Regions from separate parts of the Mus musculus genome. Here all the other regions are linked to region 1. The links are chromatin contacts, called in public Micro-C and promoter capture Hi-C maps. All regions are on one chromosome and are shown on one strand. The core of a region is the stretch at or near the end of the contact, and the rest is flanking DNA. Distances in the headings are between cores, read along the strand shown. Region 1 holds the start of D930019O06Rik (a long non-coding RNA gene). Region 2 holds the start of Slc9a4 (solute carrier family 9 (sodium/hydrogen exchanger), member 4). Region 3 overlaps Il18r1 (interleukin 18 receptor 1). Region 4 holds the start of Lonrf2 (LON peptidase N-terminal domain and ring finger 2). Region 5 has its middle 29 kb from the start of Il1rl1. Region 6 holds the start of Il1rl2 (interleukin 1 receptor-like 2). Region 7 overlaps Il1r1 (interleukin 1 receptor, type I).

Region 1 (2,868 bases), core at 165-2,664:
CCTCTCTAGCTTTTACAATACAACATCTCGATACCCATAGAAATAAAAGAGATCTGTGGGACTCCTCTGAGGTTCTACAGCTGAACTCATTCCAGCAGAGGAGGCACATGCCTCTGCCATAGCTGGCCAACTCAGGCATGAGGAAAGAGAAGGTGGATTGATCCTGCCGTGAGAGCCACAGAGGAACTGAGATTACCATCTGCAGGTCCTCTCCCCACACTGACATATCAGTTCAATCCCTTTTCCTTTCCTGAGGTTGAAACATTCATCGTCTTTTTCCTCTGAGGATAAGCTCTCCCCTGAAACTAGAGATGTCAGGCTTGACACCCAAACCCCGGTGGGGGAGATGTAACCGTCCCCATTTTGTAGAGGCAACAGTGACATGCCACTATCCCACAATCAGAACATGATAGGACAAGATCTGGATTATTTTTAATTTGTATTTCAGGGAGGAGGAGTTGTTGGTTTTTATGGTGGATCTTGAGGTGGTGTCTCATGTAGTCTAGGCTGGTCTCAAATTTGCTTACCTAGCTAAGTCTGACCTTGAACTCCTGAATCTCCTGCCTCCACCTGTCGAGTGCTAGGATAGATAACAGGTGTGTGCCATCATACCTGGCTGCAGTGTGTAGTATTTCCATGACTCCCCATTGTGCCTCTCAAGACCATGGAACACATCTTTCCCCTAAACAGGGGATAAGAGGGTCTGTGAAGCTGGGGAGAGAGCAGCAGCCGATAACAGCAGAAGCCATGAGAGTAAACAAGATGTCTTGGGGAGAAACTGAAGACACCATCAATGTTTCAAAGCAGACGGAGAGCAGAGAAGGGGTTGTGGGGTGGGGGGTGGGGAGGGGAGAGAGAGAGAAAGAGCAGCCAGGGGCATCCAGGGAGAGACAAGAAGTTCCCATGCAAAGAGAAAGAGACCAGCTGTGTTCACAGCTGACATCCAGGCATCCAGGAAGAGTCACAGGAGTTTCACAGCAGGGCACAGTGAAGACATGTAGGAAAAACTCAAATCCCATTTCAAGATACTTTCTTATAGAACCAGTTAGTGCAGGACTCTTGCATTTTAGGAATATAAGCGATAGAAAATATTCCATGGTGGGACAAAGACTGGATATCATAAGAACAGGTAAGAAATTATAATTACTTTGAAGTTATTTTGATATCTATTAAACTTCTTACTGGAACAAGATGGTTTTTAAAATACGCTATTAAGCCGGGCAGAGGTGGCACACGCCTTTAATCCCAGCATTTGGGAGGCAGAGGCAGGCAGATTTCTGAGTTCGAGGCTAGCCTGGTCTACAGAGTGAGTTCCAGGACAGCCAGGGATATACAGAGAAACCCCGTCTCGAAAAAAAACAAAAACAAAAACAAAAAAACAAAAAAAAAAAACAAAAAACAAAAAACAAAACAAAACACCCAACAACAATAAAGTTCTATTAGTCTGTGTCGCTAACCGCAGGACACTGCTGACTGGGTGAGTGATGGAAGATGTGGGTGTATTGTGGTTCCCGGTTCTGCGGAGGTGATGGGGTGCAATAACTGAGCCTGGTGATGCCCTTCTTGTTGGCTCAGAGAAGTTAATCAGCTTGGTAGAGTCGCACAGCTGACGAGCGGAGGAGTGCATTGAGCCTGAGCTGTGAACGCCCACCCTCTGGCTGCAAAACGCTTGCCATCCTGCGGAAAACCAAGACACGCGTGGACTCTGCGCCCAGCAGCGGCGGTGGACGCAGGGGACTCTGGTCGTGCAGCAGACTTCGCTTCTTACGGGAGTGTAAGGCAATAGGGAACCCCGGCCCCCGGACTGATTGGAGACCCTCAACCCGGGAATCCTATCACGAGGAGAAGGGTTCCGACGCACGCTCCGCCGCAGGGGGGCGCCCCTGGCTGGCCGCTGCTTGGTCAGTGGTCCCCGCCACAGGGCGCGTCGCCTCCAAGAAGATGTCGCTGTCCGGCAGGGAGCGTCCTGCTTGGCCAGGGAGTCGCCTGTCCTGGTTGCTATGCTGCAGCGCCCTGTTGTCCCCAGCCGCCGGCTACGTGATCGTGAGCTCCGTGTCCTGGGCTGTCACCAACGAGGTAGATGAGGAGCTGGACAGTGCATCCACTGAGGAGGCGCTGCCCGCGCTGCTGGAGGACTCGAGTAGCATCTGGCAGCAGAGCTTTCCGGCCTCGGCGCACAAGGAGGACACGCACCTGCGACCTCGGGGCTCCGCCCGCGCCAGGCCCGCACCGGCCGCGCGTGGCATGTTCTCCTACCGGCGGGAGAGCGGCTCATCTGAGGCATCCCCTGGCCCCAGGGTGCATGCCGGCACCGCCCGCTCCCTAGCCCACGCTAGCTCCTGGGGCTGTCTGGCCACTGTGTCCACCCACGAAAAGGTAAGCCAGAGGTCGGGACGCGGGGGCGGTGCGCGTCTCCCTTCCAGGACGCAGGGCGACTCCGGTTTCACAGGTTCATAGGCTGTGAATGCCCTGTGAATAACGGAACCAGCGTGTGCATGGGTCGGTCCATCTGGCCAAGTGCATGTGAGTGGGGAGGAAGGAGAAGCTGGGAAACAGTCTCGTGGTTAGTGATTGAATCCCTGTGTACTAAAATGGCCAAAGAGATGATCAGATAAACAGTGACAAGCTGGAAACCTGGAACGTAGGCAGGATCGCTTTTGGAATCACAGATGAGGCGCATCCAGCTCCCAGCTCCCTGCAGGCTCCGACAGTCCTGCAGACAGACTCTGGCACCGCCTCCCACACCAAGTGGGTGTGGAAGAGGAACGCCATCCACACTCCGGTAGACATTTACACTTTAAAAAAAAATGGAACTCAGGTTTTTTAGAAAGAGGGCTTAAGCAAAAGGTAACAGCTGGAGGAGCTGTT
Region 2 (2,868 bases), core at 107-2,606, 930 kb before region 1:
CTTTGAAACACCTGCCCACTATCATGAAGGGCAGCAGAGTTGCAGAGGCAGTTACTTTCAACTCTTACAATTCCAGTGTTTCAAAGGGAAATGCAAAGAAACAACATCCCATCCCCAGAAGTGGAAGATTCCATTTCATTTCAATGTTATTCTTCCAGATGTTTCCAGGAACAGTTCCCATAATATTCTAAGAAGAAAAAGAACTTGCAAAGTCAGAAGTGACTTTAATTATTTTTGTTGTATAATATCTGTGTAAGCAAACTGCTAGAGATGTCTCCCAACTAACAAAATTACAGTTCTGTGGCTAGGAATGAGTAAAAGACTATGTTAGAAAATAAATGTTATCTACAGGGGAACACCAGGGCCAAGAAGTGGGAGTGGGTGGGTAGGGGAGCAGGGTTGGGGGAAGGTATAGGGGACTTTCAGGATAGCATTTGAAATGTAAATGAAGAAAATACCTAATAAAAAGGGGGGGGAAGGGGAATGTTATGTAGTCTTCAGTATTTCCTGAATACTGTACACTTTACATTTTATATTCTTTTAAACATATAGCATAAGATTTTTATATGACAAAGAAAACACATGGTTATCTTTTTGAAATATGAAGTCAAAACCATGCAGGACCTGGAAGTATGCGTTTAAATTTCAAACACAATCCTGAAACATTAAACAGCCACACTTCAGGGAAATGCGCACTACAAGTAGCAGTTACTGTCTACTTAACTCATCGTAGTCTGTCATGTAAGAGATGTTCATACATGACAACTCAGGTAAGAAACAATCCTCCCTCAACCTGTGCTAGAGGACTTACCTATCTTGGCAAGAGATGCGAGCAGTATCCAGAGGGTGACTTCATAAGGGATTTGAACATAGTCATAATCCAGTTCAAAAACAGATATCCCTTCATCGGGGTCTGAGCTAGAAGCAGCAAACCGAGCATCAGGTGCCTGCTGGGCAGTGGGATTGGAGGACTCATTAACATACGATGTTGCTTCGGAACGTGTAAGGACCGCCAGCAGTAGTAACCAGTTCCATAAACGAAAAGCCATAAACATTGCAGGACCCATGCCTGTGCGACTCTGACTTCGCACCTGGGTCCTGATGTATGCCACGCCTCTGCGGCACAGGTGAGTTTCCAGCTGCACTATCTGACCGAGAGGCAATCTATTTGCAATCCAGAAGTCATTTCCAAAGAGGTCCGGTGCGATGACTCTGCAGGTGCGTCCTTTCAAATCTTCTTAAAATCTACTGTGTTCAGGCAGCTCAGTTCTGGGCTCAAAGAGATATCTATAAAGAGAAATCAATCCCTCTTCATTCGAAACTGTTTCCTCATTCTCTGAACACTGGCTTCATCTTGTGAGTGTAAATTGGGAAGAGACTCATTCCGAGAAACACTGAAGTCCTTTATAAGGAAAGGATTCCTTTCTGCCCTGTTGGATCCCAGGAAGGAGCCACCTGTCCCACACCTGAGCCTCCTCACCTCCCGAGATTCTGTCTCACCTGTTTTGAACCGGTCAAAGCCGCAGGTAGCTTTTGAACCACACTTTAATTATTTGCTTTGATTTGACTTTTGTAATGAAATGCTTGTTCCGAAGGTTCTTGGCAGGCTACACTACTGACACCTAGTGGGCACCTGCAACATATCAGCCTTTGTGGCTGATAAGGACCAAGTTGCTGTCTGTTGGGTTAGCGCTCAAACCAAAGTATTTTTGAGGATGAAGAGCTGTTAGGAATTGCGCCAGGCCATGAGGACGAAATAGCACTGTCCTGGAAGACCCATAAGACTGTCTTCACAGACAAGGGAGGAGGAAGTGGCAAAGCAATGAAGATAATGAATACTTGATTTCCTGGCCAATAAATTATGGAAGAAACAAAGCTCCAGCTTTCTCTAAGCTCCACAGTGAGTTTCTCAAAGGGAAGAAACCAAAATGAGAAACTTCATGAATGTGTCTGAAAACTCAGTTGGAAAAATGTTCTCAAATACTCAAACCCAGTAGCTAACCATTGTGCCATTGTGCTCTGTCTGTACAAAAGAAGTGTCTACACAGCCTAGCTATGAGGTCCAGAATGGATTTTGTCAAAGGTTCTTTATCTGGAAGTGGGTAGTTGCATTGGGCCAGTGGAGCAGATAGGACAGTAAATAAAATTGAGAAGAAGAGGAGGAGGAGAAGGAGGAGGAAGAGGAGGAGGGGAGAGAAGGAACTTCAAAAGGCCCAAATTGCCTACAGATTTAATGTGTATTTTTCTAAAGACAACTGAAGCAAGGATGTAAAAACAACTAACGAGCTCTGCTTGAGGCCACAGCATCACTTTGAACTTTACCACGTCATCTCCCTTCCTTGTCAATTGCACCTTACAAAACCACCTTTTGATCCACTTACAAATGGAAATTATTTTTTTAAAGACTATTTATTTTATGTATATGAGTACACTATAGCTGTCTACAGACACAACAGAAGAGGGCATCAGATCCCATTACAGATGGTTGTGAGTCACCATATGGTTGCTGGGATTTGAACTCAGGACCTCTGGAAGAGCAGTCAGTGCTCTTAACCCCTGAGCTATCTCTCCAGCCTGGAAATCCTTTAAGACAGAAGATAGAAAGTAACAGCATGGAACGTAAATAGAACAACAACAGCATGGTCAGAGGGATGGGTTAGTTTTACAAATAGCCACTAGGTAGCATTTGATGTAACTATGAATTTCATTGGACATACAGGGGCTATCTTAGACAAAGGAAAGCATCAAGCAGATAGGTAAGCGTGTGTCAACCATGGATTTACAAAGTACAATTAACTCCAGGGAGAGAAGTTGGATTAATTTCAACATAATGTAATATGATAGGATGAAAGTCAAAGTCATACAGAT
Region 3 (2,868 bases), core at 171-2,670, 830 kb before region 1:
TTCTCTTACCTTCAATAACTGTTATATTGACAGTCTTGGTGATGTTGTACCGTGTCCCATTATGGTGGACAGAAAACACGCAGGAGTAGTAGCCCTCATCTCCAAACTCGGCATCCTTCAGGATCCTTGGGGTTTTGGATATTTCCTTACAGTTCTGGTTTTGTCAAGGCAAGTTAAAAATACTTTAAGACACTAAAGGCAGCATAGTTTTAATTGTTCACATCCCTAATGCTTAAGATCTTTAGAGACAAAGGGAAACACAACAGATGACCAGCAATCCCTAAGTATGTGTCCCAGCAACTCACCCTTGCTTCCACTAGAGCAGTAAAGCACCCTGTTACCATTGCCATGGATGAAGAGAGGGCTCTTACCACCCCATCACCTGGTGTTCACACACATACAGAGAGAGAGAGAGAGAGAGAGAGAGAGAGAGAGAGACAGACAGAGAGAGAGAGAGGGAGAGAGAGAGAGAGAGAGAGAGAGAGAGAGAGAGAGAGAGAGCAACAGAAACAGAGACAGAATACTAAATAACAAAATAACTGCTTAGGTGAAGACTATCCATGAAACACACCTCTACTACATGACATACTTTGGTTCCAGTTCTGTGTGTAAGGGGAGGGTCAAAGGGAATACGGGCAGAATGACTCAGAGGACTAAGTAGAGAGTGCCTGCTCTGGATTCTTGATGTCCTGTACCAAAAGGTATAGATGGCCAGACCCATGGGCATACTTCAATCTTTCTTTTTCTCTCCACATGTCACAGTAACCAATAATAACATAATAAAGCCACGGTCTCCAAATCAGCACTCAATCAGCCTGTGGTAGGTCCTGGCCAATGTGGGAACTATCAGAAAAAGGAGATCTGAAACACTAACTTTGACCATGTGTCTCTGTTCTTCCACATTCCAATAACAAGGAGAACCTAATGCTTATAGACTTTGCCTTTTGCTGGCCATTTCTGGTGGCCTCTGTAGCTAGACCCAGGCAGTTATCCAAATATCTTGCAAAGTGCCCATGTGTGCCTCATATCTGCAAAGTGTTTCTGAGTATAAGGAGCATTTTATAAACCCAAGCAAATTCTTTTTAACATATACAAAATGCTAGAGGTCTTCATTTTTGGTTCCAATCAGACATTTCCTAATTCACCTGCCTTGTACCTCAGGAAGATCACAGACAGCTCACAGTCTGCGCATGCTTGACCTTCTGGTCAGCTGCTCAGCCACACACAGACCCAGAAATATGCATTTCCTAAATTTAGGTATTTGTGTATTGGGGCTTTCTTTAAAACGCAGAAACCAAGACTCCCTAATTTACATGTACTGCAAAATGTGTATATTTAACAGGAAAAGAAGGCAGGTAAACTCAAGCCTGAGTCATATGTTTTGAAAACATTTCAGATAGGAAGTTCCCCTGACACCTCGCATATCAAGACATGACAGAAAGAGCTACAAACACGCCCCAAGGAAACCGCCAGTGGCTTGGCTTCCACAAGTTCTGCTGTTCGGCTTTTGACAGAGTCAGCAGTTCAGGTTTCCTCTTCCACAGATATGATACAGGTCATGTTACATGTGTGCATGAAAGTGAATGTATATACTGTTTTATACATGCTAAACATGGAATTCAAGTGTGAACGTCTCCTCCATAGCATCTTCTTAAAAAGCTCTTACAACTTACTAAGGGAAAGGCCCACCAAGGAGGCAAACAGAAACCACACAGGCTATTCCCAAAAGAAGCTCTATTAGGACGCAGTCCCCACATTTAACTTAGAGTCGTTACGAGAACGACAGGGAGACATACCAAGTTTTTGAAATGCTTGATGTCAAATGTTTAACCTCCCAAAAGTATTATTTCTCATGTTAGGGAAACGTGATGAAAGCAGGTAGAGAGTAGGGTAATCAATTAGCCTCTCTCTGCTCCAGTCAGCCTATATGTGGGGATTTCCTTGAACAATTAACCACATTATTATAGTATTAATCATAAATCACCCAAGGATCTATACAAAATCATCCATTATAATCTGTAAATAACTGAAGGACCTAGGAAAGTTACACATGTCTAAACAGAATGAGGTCCATTAGGTTAAATTAAGTTCATACAAAATGCAGCTCAGGTTTGAAAGAAGGTTGTTCAGAATAAGGTATGGATGAGTAATCATCACATCGCTTCAGTTAGAGAGAGAAAAAAAAAAGGCAGGCAACAGAACACACTACTTCTAAGGACAGATGTTCACCTGGTGACAAAAGAAGCACAGCTGAGAGATTAGTTAAATAGAAGGACAATGAAAGAAGAAGAGTAGAAGCAGTCGCTGTGTACTGAACACCGACTACCACGCTACCCACATTGCATACATTAGCTCTTTATAATACCCATATGGAACACTTTCTCACACAGGCCAAGCAAGCAAGCCATGTGGACTTGGACCACTTGTTTTAGTGGAGGCCAAAATGGTCCACAGTCTTCATATTCTCCACATGGAATGTTATCTTTCTTATTGAGCCTTAAGTGGAGATATTGTCAACATGTTACCTTATACAGCCATGTGTCCTGGATCAGCTCTTCATAGTTAGGATTCTTACAAGTGATATGCAGAGATTTGTTAACTTCAACATCTCTGCTTGTCACGAGCTTGTCAGAGAAACAGCTGTGTTTGTTTCTTTTGGTGACATTTAAGGTCCAATTGCGACGATCATTTCTAAGAAACAAAGGTACAGAGGGATTTTATAACAAGTAAAGAGATTCTGCAACTACTTCTAATCTTCTGATTTACCCTAATTTCTATATGAAGAGATTTAATCATTGATGTGTAAGTTCTTCTCCGCCACCCCTCAGTTCAGAGCAGAAAGTTTACAATGGCCATGTGGTGAAAGAT
Region 4 (2,868 bases), core at 199-2,698, 810 kb after region 1:
TGTGTCTATGTTGTGTGTGTCTGTGTGTTTGTATATATAATATTTTTCCAAGTATTACTTTATAGGCTTTACTTGAATGACTGGTTTCATGGTCGTTCTCAGTAAAATGACAACCATAGACTTATGAACTAACTAGGTGCTTGATAAGTCAAAGACTCTGGTTGATTAATAGAAGCATGGCATTTTTAAAAGGAATCCCTCACCCTTTTGGAATCATGCCCCAAGTTATTACCAGATCAATAAGACAGTCTGCCTGTTGTCCAGGGAGGCAGAGAAGTAGGAGAAGCCATGAGTTACTGAAGCTGCAGATGGACCAATGAGACTTCACTATCCATGTACTCTCTGCTCTAGTCTTGTGGAGGGGTCCCTGCAGGCTTTACAGCAGGCAAGGAAGATGATCAGGGGGTGGGAAGAGTGAAACTCAGCTTAGCTCCATTTTTTAATACCCACTTCCCTTTCTTTGTTGGGATTATCGAATCCCCTGCAATAACACAAACCAGACGCTTCTGAGGTAGAAGACCTAGTCCTACCCACAGACCTGAAGGTTTGCCAGACAAACTCAGATTCTAGAGTCCGGATCCCACCCACTAGGAGTCTGTTTCTTTCTGGGCTTCGAGGTATGCACCTGCTTTTGCCTTCAAGGGAACCTGGCTGGGCCTGAGATCTCTGGCTTTCCCTGCCTTTTTTATTTTTTATTTTTTAATCCACAGAGACAGTGAATCAGCTCTTGCTACCCCAGTGGACCTCATCAAGACAACATTGCTTTCATTTTTTGAAGTTTGAACTTAAGCGCTTTCATATTATCTGCTTGTGCATGGGAAATATCCGCGTGCTTCGGTTTTTGTTAAGTGACAATAAACTATTTGCAGTTTCCAGAGTATTTAACTACAGAGGGGCTTCCCAACCATCAGGAGTCAGTTTCCTTGGTTACCTTTGTCTGACTGCTCACCTGCCTGGTATCAAGACCATCACCAGAATGAAGATGTATCACCCCTAAGGATTTCCTCACGTAACATTGTATGCATGTCCTTTCTTCCAGCTCCATATGACTTCCAATCTGTTTATTATTGTGGTTTCATTTGTATTCCAAAACGTCTAATGTAAACTGGATAATTTATATGTATGTATGTAAATAATCTTCATTGTCTGGATTCTTGTGTCTCTGGGGAGCACTGGATGTCTTTTGCACGACCTTATTATCTTAGGGATGATCTAAGGGCTTGGAAACTTTGCCTTCTTTGCCTTCTAGAAGCCTAGGGTCATCTATGCAGCATGGCCTTGCGGAAGCAGCAGGTACCTAAATGCAGGAGAGCTGGGTGGAGGGTCACGAGGACACTGGGATGCTCAGCTCCAGCCTGCGCAACGACTCCGCAGCGGCGGGAAGAGCATGCGCACGCACACGCGCGGGGCCGCCTGCGGGGAGCAGAAAAAAAAAAAAAAAAGGTTCAATCAGGACGCCGGCGCTGTGAGGTGGTCGCCACGCTCCCACGGTCACTTGGCTGACGTGAGCCACTGGGGCGCGCACTGGGACGCGCACGGCGCCTCGCACGAGCCGGGGCTGGGCCGCGTGCGCTGCGCTGCGCTTCCTCCGGGCCCGTCTCGCGTGGTCCCCACGGCTGGCAGCACCCGGTCCGCCGACGCGCGTGGCTGACGGTGAAGAGGGCAGAAGCCGCGCTCCGGCTGCCAAGAATCCCCGTCTCTGCACCATGAGTCCCGAGCCCGCGCCTCCGGAGCCGCAGGGCGTGCGCCGCAGCCTCGAGGAGCCCCCGGAGGAGCCCCAGGGACAGGGCTCCGCGGCCTTCCTCGCTGGCGACTACGAAGTGGCGGCCGAGCTCTTCCGCTCGCTGCTGGCCGGCCTGGCGCAGCCGGAGCGCGGCCTGTGCTTGCAGCTGGGGGAAGCGCTGGCCCGCGCAGGCCGCCTGCCCGAGGCCATCGGCGCGTTCCGCGGCGCTGCGCTGCTCGGCCCGCTGCAGCCGGGAGAGCTCTCGGAGCTGGCGAGCGGCCTGGCGCGCGCCCTGGGCCTGCGCGAGAAACGGCCGCCTGTGGCGGCGAGGCCCAGCGGCTGCGCGTCCGGGGCCCCGGGGCCCGTGGCGCCGCGCGACCTGCTGGGCTGTCCGCGCTGCGGGCGGCTGCTCTACAAGCCGGTGACGTTGTCCAGCGGGCTCACGGTGTGCAAGCGCTGCGTGGAGCAGGTGCCGGTGCGGGCGCAGGCCCGGCGCGTGAACGTGATGCTGAGCGGGCTGCTGGAGAGGTGCTTCCCTGCCGAGTGTCGCCTGCGCAGGCTGGCGTGCCAGGCGCGGGGGCTGCATCGCCAGCAGCAGCCCGAGGCCGCGCTGCTCAGGTGCCAGCAGGCCCTGGACATGGGTGAGTCAGCCTCGAGGGTGACCACGGGGCTGGGCGGTGGCCGGTGGCCTTTTAATTTCAGCGGTAGTAAGGTGTACAGCCTCACCCTGCAGGGTGGCCAGTGTCATACAACAGGTGCACCGCGCTGTGGCTTTCCCAGGGCTGCAGTGCATTCTGTAAAGCAGTGTAGCGTAAGCCGCGTAGTGTAATGAGTCTTATGGTAGATATGTTGAGCAGAGTGACCAGAAGCCAATGATATTTTATTTTAACAGTGGTTTCACTCTGTATCCTTATGTGTCTTATGTATTTAAAAGATCAATCTTTTACTTTATTTTTATTTTATTTATTTTTTATGGTCTGTTGTGGTTTTTTCCCCCCATTCACTGCACTCCAGAGGTCAAGGTCAGGCAGGACATTTTCATTTGAAGACCTTCACCTGTGTTTAGATGTTGAAGAAGATGGGAGCGGTCTCATGCAAAATGTCTTCCTGGAAAATTGTTTGGTAGTGTCCATTTCAAAGAGGTA
Region 5 (2,868 bases), core at 242-2,741, 760 kb before region 1:
AGCAGTTCAGTCATCATGGTACCCTGCTCAGTTTTCCAACTGTTTAGAGTGACAGGCCAAGTCTAATATTGGTTACTCTGCTCTGGGTGATTGGGGGTTAATTTTAATCACAGTATTCTCAAGATTACTTAAGGGATCACTGCTGCACACAAATAGGAAAAATGTGGTTCAGCATCCTCCATTTCCTCTTTCTCTTCGTCCCAAAATAGTATCTGTCAAAAAAAAAAAAAACTTACCATGTTTTCAGCCCAGTTATTCCAGTCGAATCCAGTATTCCACAGATCAAATCATGCCCAGTCACTTAGTAACTATATCACCCTAATATAGTTATTCAACATCTGTAAACCTCCATTCTCCTATTTGAAAAAATAAGAATTATAGCAATACTTGTCTCACTGGGGTTTAAAGAACAAACCAAGGAGTAGAAGCGTCCATGACAGCGACCACCATAGGACAGGAACTTAGCTAGCCTGTAGAGACATTTAAGGGTCTTTCCTATTTCTCCAACATGACAATTTCCTCAAGAGGATACTTATAGCTGTTTGATATTTCTGTCTTCTCCATTCCATGAACTAATAAGTGAGGTCCACTGGTTAGGAAGCCCTGTGAAGGTCCTTTTCAGTTGGTGGCTGAGGTTTGTTTATTCTCTCTACAAATGTATTCTCAGTTTGGTTAACATGCTTAGCTGCATGCACTACAACAAGAACAGTACTGGAAACAACAAAAACAAAAGCCATGGCCTCTTCCCTCAAGACGAGCCACTGACTGTCTATTATGAGAAATGGGCCTAAATCAAATAACAAACAAACAAGGACATGCTATTGTTAAAAAATGCTCCACCGGAGATGCCAGTTACAGTAGATTGGCAGCAGTATGAAGAGGTAGTGGAACCTTTTTAAAGGTGTGGACTGGAGGAGAGAGGTATACCATGGAGGACTTTCCCCTTACAGAACTGTAGAACTCTGAGGTGCTACCCATCTCTTACTCTGTTCCCCCGGAACATGATCAGAGGTGTGATTATATATCAGCAATAACCAGCCATCGGAGCCTTAAAAGAATGATTGGAAAATTGATAAGAAAGACATTTGGGGGGAATGTACAATGGTACATCTCTCCTAATGATCAGAGGATATAAAGTTACTTGGGTTCCAGGTGACTGTTATCAACCCCTTCCCTGACAATCTCTGTCATTTCCTAGTGAGCCTAGGAACAAAGTAGCTATGGCAGCCGGGTTGAAAGCAATGCGTACAGCCAGTAACACAGACAGAGAGCAGAGACCAATGCTGAGCAGCCAACGTGGCAGTATGTCCCAGGTGCCTAGCCAGCAGCCTGGTGTCATGTTAACTAACTTTGCCTACTTCCATGAAGAGAAGTGTGACATTTTGTCTTCACTGGCCCAGTTATTCTTTATGTTGCTTTGCCTGACCTGTGTGTAATGCTTCAGCCAAAATAACCACACAGGCTTAACAGGATGTCCTATTTCCCCATCTTACTATTCCACACAGCATTGCTCCTGAAAAAGGAACTTGCTTTACAAAGAAAGAAGTGCAACAGTGAGCCCATGCTCACAGAAGCCACTAGCCTTCCATGCCCCCCACCTTCCTGGAGTAGCTTGCCAAAAAAAAAAAAAAAAACAAAAAAACAAAAAAAAATGAATTGGACTGTGAAAGATAGAGTTAGAATATGGAAAAGTGGCAAGAGCCTGAGGCCTGGGGCAGATTCTTCAAAAGGCTGTATATTCAGCATCCGTATCCTACATGGATTCTGCATCACCATCCCACATGGATTCTGCATCACCATCCCACATGGATTCTGCATCACCATCCCACATGGATTGATTCTGCATCACCATTGTTAGAGACCATACCATGAGAAAGCAAGCCCTTCACAATCTCCCACCCTGACAAGCCAAATGGTCTCGTGCTAGGAGTGGGTCATCACTCCCTTCTCCCTGTTCCCTTCCTGGCACCTCAGGCTAAAAAAGCTGAATTATAGTCCCCTCTTCCTTATCTTTTCCTGACTCTTATGACATCCAAGGACATGAGTTATGCGCTGAGCCCAGCCTGATACCCAAGGCTGTTAAGGAGGATCTATGTTCCAGAGATAAGACACAGAGTGCCCACCACCTGGAGCCTGACTTCTGCCCTCATGTTAGCAGATGCCTACTTCTTTGTTCTCTGTTAATTCCCCCTCCACCCCTCCCTATTCCCCTCGATGTATGCTTTAAAATCCGGCGTCTCAGCCAAATAAACGGAGACCTTGATAGGAAACAATCTACTTGGTCTTCGGCTTTTATTTCTCTTCCATCCCATTTTCTTCCAGGTTTGCAGTCCCCCTCACACCCACGAATAGCTGAGTCCCAAGGGACGGGATACACCATCCTATATCATAGATTCTGCATCTGCCTCCGACATGTGGTACAGTTTCTGATAAAGCCAGGAGGGAAAAAAAAAAAAGAATGACACAACCCATCATCATCCACAGGGACCCATGAACTACTTGTCTACATCTTATTCCCATTAATAAAAGACTTGCCACCTACATGTATTTATTCCAAATGGAGAACTTCTGTCAGGTATATAAGTATTCCACTGAACTAGATGTTAACCAGCTAAGAAAGGAGTGACTTTGCTCCCAGGAGTGACTGTCCAGACTACTAGGGAGAAACTGGACTAATTCTCCCCAAAGAGTATGTCTGGAGTGTAACAGATTTTTCAGAATTTGGCCATGTCTTATGATTAAGATTAGTAGAAGATGACAACCCAATTCAGGTAAGATAATAAATCTACAGTCCTCAGAAATGAATATTTGGGTCTCTATTCGTTGTGACTGATCACTGTTCCAGGTACAGATCCTAGGCCTGCTCAG
Region 6 (2,868 bases), core at 169-2,668, 670 kb before region 1:
AGGTCGGAGTCTTCTAGCCGCCCCAGTGACTATTGATCGCTAACTCCCTCCGCTCCGGCTGCCCCGGGCTTGCTCCACCTGCCTATGGGGTCTCAGAGCGCTGGGTCTCGTGGAGCAGAGCGGGAACCACTCTGGGGACCGAATCCTGGTTGGTCACCGCACTCTGCACCTTGGGCATCGCTTCTCCGCCGCGGGCGGAACAGACTCACCTTCCCCAAGTGGAGCAGGACAGAAATAATCCGTCCTTCGAAAATCGTTCAGTCTTTTTTTCCTGATCCCAGGCCAGCACGTTCATCTATCAGGAATGTCGGCTTAAATATGCTCCAGATCATCGCTAAAAATTATTATATCCTTTCCAAACACTATCTGAGCGGTTCTTACACACCCAGCACTGTCCTAAAATGGACTATTCCAGAGGTGGAAGCGCTTCTGAGAAAAGGCATTAACCCCACCCCAGCCCCGTCCTCGTGCCAGATCTTAGGTAAAGCAGACTCCCGACAGGTTGAGCACCGATACAGTCAGTCTAAACTTGCCATAAAGTAATGCTTGCTCGGACCTGTCTTCCTGCGCCAGAGACACTGGAGACCCCACTAGGCACTGAGAAGAGCAGTGGCGGCAAACGCTGTCAGACCAACAGCTTCTTAGTGGGCATCCCTCGGAGTCTTTGTGGATTAGAAACTGTAAGACTTTGAAAACAACCACAGCGTCAGTCTGACTAGCTGTCCCAGGTTCACAAAGTTAAGATGTACACGTGTCTGTCCGAGTACTGTCCCTTGGCAGAAGCACTCTGCCTTACAATTCTGGGATGATCTCTGTGTTGAGTAAGTCTGCTGATGCATGAGGAATCAATCATTAGTTCTGGATACAGAACAGATATGGGGATAGTGAGTTTTCAGGGAAAACAAAAACAAAAACCACGACGTTAAGCGGAATGAGAAACAGAAGAAACGTCCTACCTATACGGAAATTAAACAAACAGGAAGCTAAGATGTAGAAGAGAGATTACAGGGGTGGGTGGATGAAGCCGGTGAAAAGAAGCTGGGTTCAATTAGTGCGCACCAAACCCCAGTAATATATAAAATTAAGACAAAACTGATTGAAGTTTTAAAAATAAAAACACAAAACTATCACGTGTGTGCACGCAGAACCTCCCAGAGAACTACGGAAGGAACTGAGACTGTACTCACAGAGGTCTGAAGGACAATTTCAGCTTTGTTTGGAGTGGCCAGAAGAAACCCAGCTTTGGTAGAAACTTACTGACTTCAGTCTCCTCTGGTGACCCCCCTCTTCTTCTCACTTTTGTATCTTGAAGTGTGTGCCACGCAGTTGTCAAGGGCCACATAATTCCAAACAAGCTGTGTCGCGTAAGCAACAAACATCAGAAGCCATCATCTCCCAGCTTCCGGTCTCTGTCCGCCCAAACCCAAACTCCCAGTCTTCAGCTTGGTGCTTATTCTCTCCCCTCCCCCTCCCTTTGTGTGTGTCTGAGTGGTGTGTGGGGGTGGAGAGCAGAGAGGGAGAAGCAGGAAATTCCTTAAGCAATGTAAGATATTCTTACATAAGATTTCCTAGTCACTGTATAAAATTTACTATACTGTGCACTTACATAACTTACTTTTTAATAAAAGCATTATACTTGCGGGATTTAAACATTTGAGGTGTGGTCCTTCTCAATAAAGGCTTGCCCCATCCTGTGAGCATGAGCAACCGACGTGTCTCTCTCCCTTAGCCATTTTGGTTGTCCCATTTTTTTTACGTTTTGCTAATTATTATACATAATGTTGCCGCGACAATCCTGGCAATGTCTCTTACACGTCTGAGAGAAGCTCCTGGATCATTAGGTAGGTGTGCCCTCGTCTGCGTTGGCAAACCTCTGACTGATTATTCCATGACACCATTCTCTAGAGAAGGATTCTGATGCCCCATGTTCTTGCCAAATATTAAAGGCATCCGAATGTGTCCGATGGCACACTGAGTGTTGGGAAGACAGCTTAGAGACATGAGCCCTTCAACAGCTTGCCACCATGATTTTCTGGTAAATAACATTTTTTTAAAAGAGATATTCAACTATTAGGAAGCACATAAGATATGAAATACAGTTAGGAGACAGGTGGAAAGAATATGATAAGGCACAGCCTTTCTCCTGAGCAGTGGCCTGGAGCCCAACAGGTAGATGTCTGGGGCAAGAGCTCTCTCTTTCTACTTTTTACGTTTTATTTTTACTATGTTTAATTATGTGTGTGCATCTGCACTGGCTATGTGCATGTGACTGCAGGTGACCATAGGGTCCAGAAGAGGGTGTCGGCTCCCTTGGAGCTGGAATTACAGGTGTTTGTGAGTTACCTGATATGGGTTCTGGGGACCAAAGTCTGATCTTCTGCAACAGCCATTTACATCCCTACAGAATGAACCGTCAGTACAAAGTCTCTGAAGGACCGAGTTTGGGACACTCCAAAAAAAAAAACTGAAATGAAGGGAGAGTGATTGCCACACAGCAGAGGGGAGAGCTGGGTAAACTGAAGTATGGAAGTAGGTGTGGCTAGATCACATGGGGCCTGGGAACGACAATACAATGGCTGCCATTATTATAGGCAAAATTAAAAGATATTACAATGTTTAAATCAGGAAAAATATAATCTCACACTAATTCCTCCTCACCCCGGAATTGGTACCCTTACCACTAAAGACAGCCTAAAGCGCAAAGCACTAAGGGAACAGCACAGGTTTTCAAACCAGGTGCACATAGAGCTGAAGAGGAATGGCAGGGTGAAGGCATGGGGGCGGGGGAGTTGCATGGGGAAAGAGTAGATCTAATAATACACAAAGGCAGGGCAAGTCGGTGTGTGCTACTGAGCTCATGGCTGCTGT
Region 7 (2,868 bases), core at 184-2,683, 650 kb before region 1:
GTTCATCATGTCCGATGAGGAGACTCACCAAGGCTGTAATATACAAATCTCAAAACAAAATTTAGCATCATCAAGATAACTTTTTTGTTTGATTCTCTGGAATCTAGTTCTCTGGAGGTTTCCCTCTATCAAATCTGATCCAAATTACTCTGGAAGGTATATAGACACTAATCACCTTTTTTTTTGGGGGGGGGGGGTTGGTTTTTTTGAGACAGAGTTTCTCTGTGTAGCCCTGGCTGTCCTGGAACTCACTTTGTAGACCAGGCTGGCCTCAGAAATCCACTTGCTTTTGCCTCCCGAGTGCTGGGATTAAAGGCGTGTGCTACCACGCCCAGCACTAATCACCTTTTCTAAAAACACAAAGACAAGACCTTTCTCCCAAATCAGCATATCCTTGAGCCAGTAACCAGAAAATCCTTTATATCGACCTCTCTCCCAGAGGAGTAAAATAACCACAAAACTCATCACACCCATTTTGAAAGTTAAAACAATCCAAAACACATGAAGTAAACTAAAATACTGTATGTGCCTATTCTTAGGCCTTTTCTATTTTGCCAGGCAGCATAATAACCAAGAATTCCCATGGAGCCCACGTTAGACAGAATTTGAGTATCCTGTGAGGCATATTAGAGCAATGTGTGTTTATACCATCTTTAAAACAATCAATTCACACTTGTTTCTGCTTATAAGCAGGCAGCTAGTCAAAGCAGAATTTATACCCAGAATTCCCGTGGAGCCCATGTAAGACAGAATTTGAGTATCCTGTAAGACGTATTAGACGTATTAGAGCAATACCATCTTTCTGTTCAGCTCGCTGCCTAGAGCCATAGACATTATTAATACCTATAATATAATGTATAATATCTATCTGTTGCTCTCTCTACCTGGAGCCACAGACATTGATAATTAATACCTGATCAAAGCAGGCAATGATTATCACTGCTCTCTCTACTGTGACTAATTTTCCCTATCCTAGTTCCAAACCACAGACGAAATTCCCCATGTGATTTGGACAGAATCTGTATATAAATCTATCCTAAAAGCAAATACTCCCAATTTTAAATTCACAGTTCAATCCCTCTGCCTTACAATGTAGGCAACTTCATTCTTCTATCTAACTCAAGGCAGCTTGCAATTCCCCACAGCGGGGAACCTCAGGGCCTGCTTAGTTTCAGTGTCCCCACCCCTTACCCCCCCACCCCGCGCTTGGATCATGTGACTAATCTAGTGCTACCTTTCTCTCACTTAGAAGATGAAACTTTAACTCTCAGGCTACTAATCTTAAATTTCTAGTGGATTCGTACCCAACACTTTGGTTTACCACCTGGTGCAGGAAATATTAAAAAGGACTGGCAAGTTCCCATGCTATACCCAGCTACTCTTTGCCCTGGCGGGCTGGCCAGCTATGAACTGGTGGCACGGCCTGTTCTTATCTCCTGGAGACTCTCTGACTCAAAACTCCAAAGTCTCTCCACCCAGCACACTAAGTTCCCACTGGCGGTTGTTATCATGCTGGCCCCATGCTTCCAATCCCCCATGGCCTTTGTGATGCACATCAGGCAAACCCACACTTTGCTGTTGTACCTTTCTCTCTGAAACCCAGCCAAGTCATTAAAAGAAGAAAAACACCACACAAACTTAGTTCAGAAACAATGGTAACTCAATCTCTGGGAACAACAACTAGAATCCTCATCTTGTAAGCCTTATTAAATCTAATTTCTCCTATGGTGAATCCTGGCAGATTGGCCATAAGCTGGGAGACACTAGTAGCTATGTCTTGTACTCACACTATCTCCATCCAGAAGATTCCAACTCTCTCCTCCTATGTCCTGCTTTTCTTAGTCAGCTTTAGTATTGTTTAGTATTTAACAATATTTCACAATCATTCTCAGGTTTTTGGACTATACCAACTCTCAAAAACCAGTGATCTCAGGGTTCCTTGTTATAAGCGGAGTATTTATGCTTTCTGTGTATAGCCATCTTGTTTGGTCATGTGTTTAAACATATTCATGACGTGCTTGCAATGAAGCAAATATAGGTAGCTATCAGCCAGGAAGAAGAAGAGGAGGAGGAAGAGGAGAAGAAGCAGAAGAAGAGGAGGAGGAAGAACAGGAGAGGAAGAGGAGGAAGAGGAGGAGGAGGAGGAGGAGGAGGAGGAGGAGGAGGAGGAGGAGGAGAACAGCAACAACAGAGTGAAATAGGTAGTATCCTAGCCAAAGAAACTAAGAAGGGTTCCTGTGCCTGGGATACAGGATGCCTCCGAAGTGGTACCCAGACAGAGGCAGGCAGAGTGGGATAGAAAGATCAGAGAATTCAGGACAAGAAGCAAAACAGATAGGAAGTTATTGCTGAAGAAGGGGTGAGGGGTGTTCCAGGCAAAGGAAAGCACACTGGAGTCCACCAGGCTAGGCAGTTTTTAAGTAAGCCTTTGATACTTACCTGGGTATATTAACTGCACATGCGCCGACTCAAAAATATTTGTGTTCTTAACAACACAGATAAACGGATAGCGATAAAACTGGCTTTTAACTTCTGAAATGTTAAGTGTTGTAATGAGTGTGTATTTTCTTTTGGTTGAAGGATGTTCCACACTGTTCAAGAGAAGGGGGTGAGGAGGGGGTTAATACAACAGAGTTGGCAAGATGCTTCAACACAGAATCAGACCTGCAGGCCCAGTTAACTGCTTTATTTGTATCATACATCACAGCTCAAATAATCACTGTCCCAGATCATGTGGATAACAGCTTGTCGTCAAGACAAATCTGAAACTGTATAACCTCAAGGTGAGAAACACTCAGTAGCAAAGAAATCAACATGAATTAGCAGCTTGCAAGAAATTAAAAAACAACACCCGCTTCTCTCTCTCTC

The links. Promoter capture Hi-C pulls out the DNA fragments that hold promoters and counts their contacts. A called contact is a pair of places that touch in the nucleus more often than the background predicts.
Region 2: a contact with region 1 is called in a promoter capture Hi-C map of hematopoietic stem and progenitor cells, with 4 times the contacts expected there. The contact joins the promoter of Slc9a4 here to the promoter of D930019O06Rik in region 1. A contact is called at or near these places in 11 of 39 promoter capture datasets (the 3T3-L1 cell line, 3T3-L1-derived adipocytes, the HPC-7 cell line and 7 more) and 2 of 9 other capture datasets (adipose tissue and liver).
Region 3: a promoter capture Hi-C map of the HPC-7 cell line shows a contact between it and region 1, with 4 times the contacts expected there. The contact joins the enhancer-like site here to the promoter of D930019O06Rik in region 1. A contact is called at or near these places in 10 of 39 promoter capture datasets (the 3T3-L1 cell line, 3T3-L1-derived adipocytes, the C10 cell line and 6 more) and 2 of 9 other capture datasets (adipose tissue and liver).
Region 4: a contact with region 1 is called in a promoter capture Hi-C map of hippocampal neurons, with 5 times the contacts expected there. The contact joins the promoter of Lonrf2 here to the promoter of D930019O06Rik in region 1.
Region 5: a promoter capture Hi-C map of the HPC-7 cell line shows a contact between it and region 1, with 2.8 times the contacts expected there. The contact joins the enhancer-like site here to the promoter of D930019O06Rik in region 1. A contact is called at or near these places in 17 of 39 promoter capture datasets (the 3T3-L1 cell line, 3T3-L1-derived adipocytes, the C10 cell line and 11 more) and 1 of 115 datasets of contacts at active chromatin or transcription factors (craniofacial prominence).
Region 6: a contact with region 1 is called in a promoter capture Hi-C map of embryonic stem cells, with 4 times the contacts expected there. The contact joins the promoter of Il1rl2 here to the promoter of D930019O06Rik in region 1. A contact is called at or near these places in 21 of 39 promoter capture datasets (the 3T3-L1 cell line, 3T3-L1-derived adipocytes, the C10 cell line and 13 more), 1 of 115 datasets of contacts at active chromatin or transcription factors (bone marrow-derived macrophages) and 2 of 9 other capture datasets (adipose tissue and embryonic stem cells).
Region 7: a contact with region 1 is called in a Micro-C map of embryonic stem cells, with 4 times the contacts expected there. The contact joins the enhancer-like site here to the promoter of D930019O06Rik in region 1. A contact is called at or near these places in 7 of 39 promoter capture datasets (3T3-L1-derived adipocytes, frontonasal cranial neural crest, hippocampal neurons and 3 more), 1 of 484 Hi-C or Micro-C datasets (embryonic stem cells), 1 of 115 datasets of contacts at active chromatin or transcription factors (embryonic stem cells) and 1 of 9 other capture datasets (embryonic stem cells).

The regions. Positions count from the first base shown.
Region 1 is chr1:39,650,014-39,652,881 of GRCm38.p6, reverse strand. It overlaps D930019O06Rik (a long non-coding RNA gene), which reads right to left and starts at 1,414. Exons shown (of 2, transcript XR_001778897.2): 1 at 613-1,414. It overlaps Creg2 (cellular repressor of E1A-stimulated genes 2), which reads left to right and starts at 1,700. Exons shown (of 4, transcript NM_170597.4): 1 at 1,700-2,376. The coding sequence starts at 1,942.
Region 2 is chr1:40,578,715-40,581,582 of GRCm38.p6, reverse strand. Slc9a4 (solute carrier family 9 (sodium/hydrogen exchanger), member 4) reads right to left here and starts at 1,356. Exons shown (of 12, transcript NM_177084.3): 1 at 812-1,356. The coding sequence starts at 1,067. It overlaps Gm35801 (predicted gene, 35801), which reads left to right and starts at 921. Exons shown (of 2, transcript NR_168311.1): 1 at 921-1,127.
Region 3 is chr1:40,478,208-40,481,075 of GRCm38.p6, reverse strand. Il18r1 (interleukin 18 receptor 1) reads right to left here. Exons shown (of 11, transcript NM_008365.2): 4 at 2,526-2,691; 5 at 10-154. Among named protein-coding and RNA genes, the nearest start is that of Il18r1, 14 kb to the right of the region's middle. Within about 2 kb of position 1,420, at least 45 of the 459 cell types and tissues checked have an H3K27ac peak or open chromatin away from gene starts, as enhancers often do. A contact at or near this core is called in the HPC-7 cell line and hematopoietic stem and progenitor cells, where this site is marked.
Region 4 is chr1:38,835,267-38,838,134 of GRCm38.p6, reverse strand. It overlaps Lonrf2 (LON peptidase N-terminal domain and ring finger 2), which reads left to right and starts at 1,448. Exons shown (of 12, transcript NM_001029878.2): 1 at 1,448-2,364. The coding sequence starts at 1,707.
Region 5 is chr1:40,408,709-40,411,576 of GRCm38.p6, reverse strand. It overlaps a transcript of Il1rl1 not described here. Among named protein-coding and RNA genes, the nearest start is that of Il1rl1, 29 kb to the left of the region's middle. Within about 2 kb of position 1,491, at least 27 of the 459 cell types and tissues checked have an H3K27ac peak or open chromatin away from gene starts, as enhancers often do. A contact at or near this core is called in the HPC-7 cell line, where this site is marked.
Region 6 is chr1:40,323,139-40,326,006 of GRCm38.p6, reverse strand. Il1rl2 (interleukin 1 receptor-like 2) reads right to left here and starts at 1,418. Exons shown (of 11, transcript NM_001356478.1): 1 at 1,258-1,418.
Region 7 is chr1:40,302,001-40,304,868 of GRCm38.p6, reverse strand. It overlaps Il1r1 (interleukin 1 receptor, type I), which reads right to left. Exons shown (of 11, transcript NM_001123382.1): 8 at 2,440-2,591. Among named protein-coding and RNA genes, the nearest start is that of Il1rl2, 21 kb to the left of the region's middle. Within about 2 kb of position 1,433, at least 9 of the 459 cell types and tissues checked have an H3K27ac peak or open chromatin away from gene starts, as enhancers often do. A contact at or near this core is called in embryonic stem cells, where this site is marked.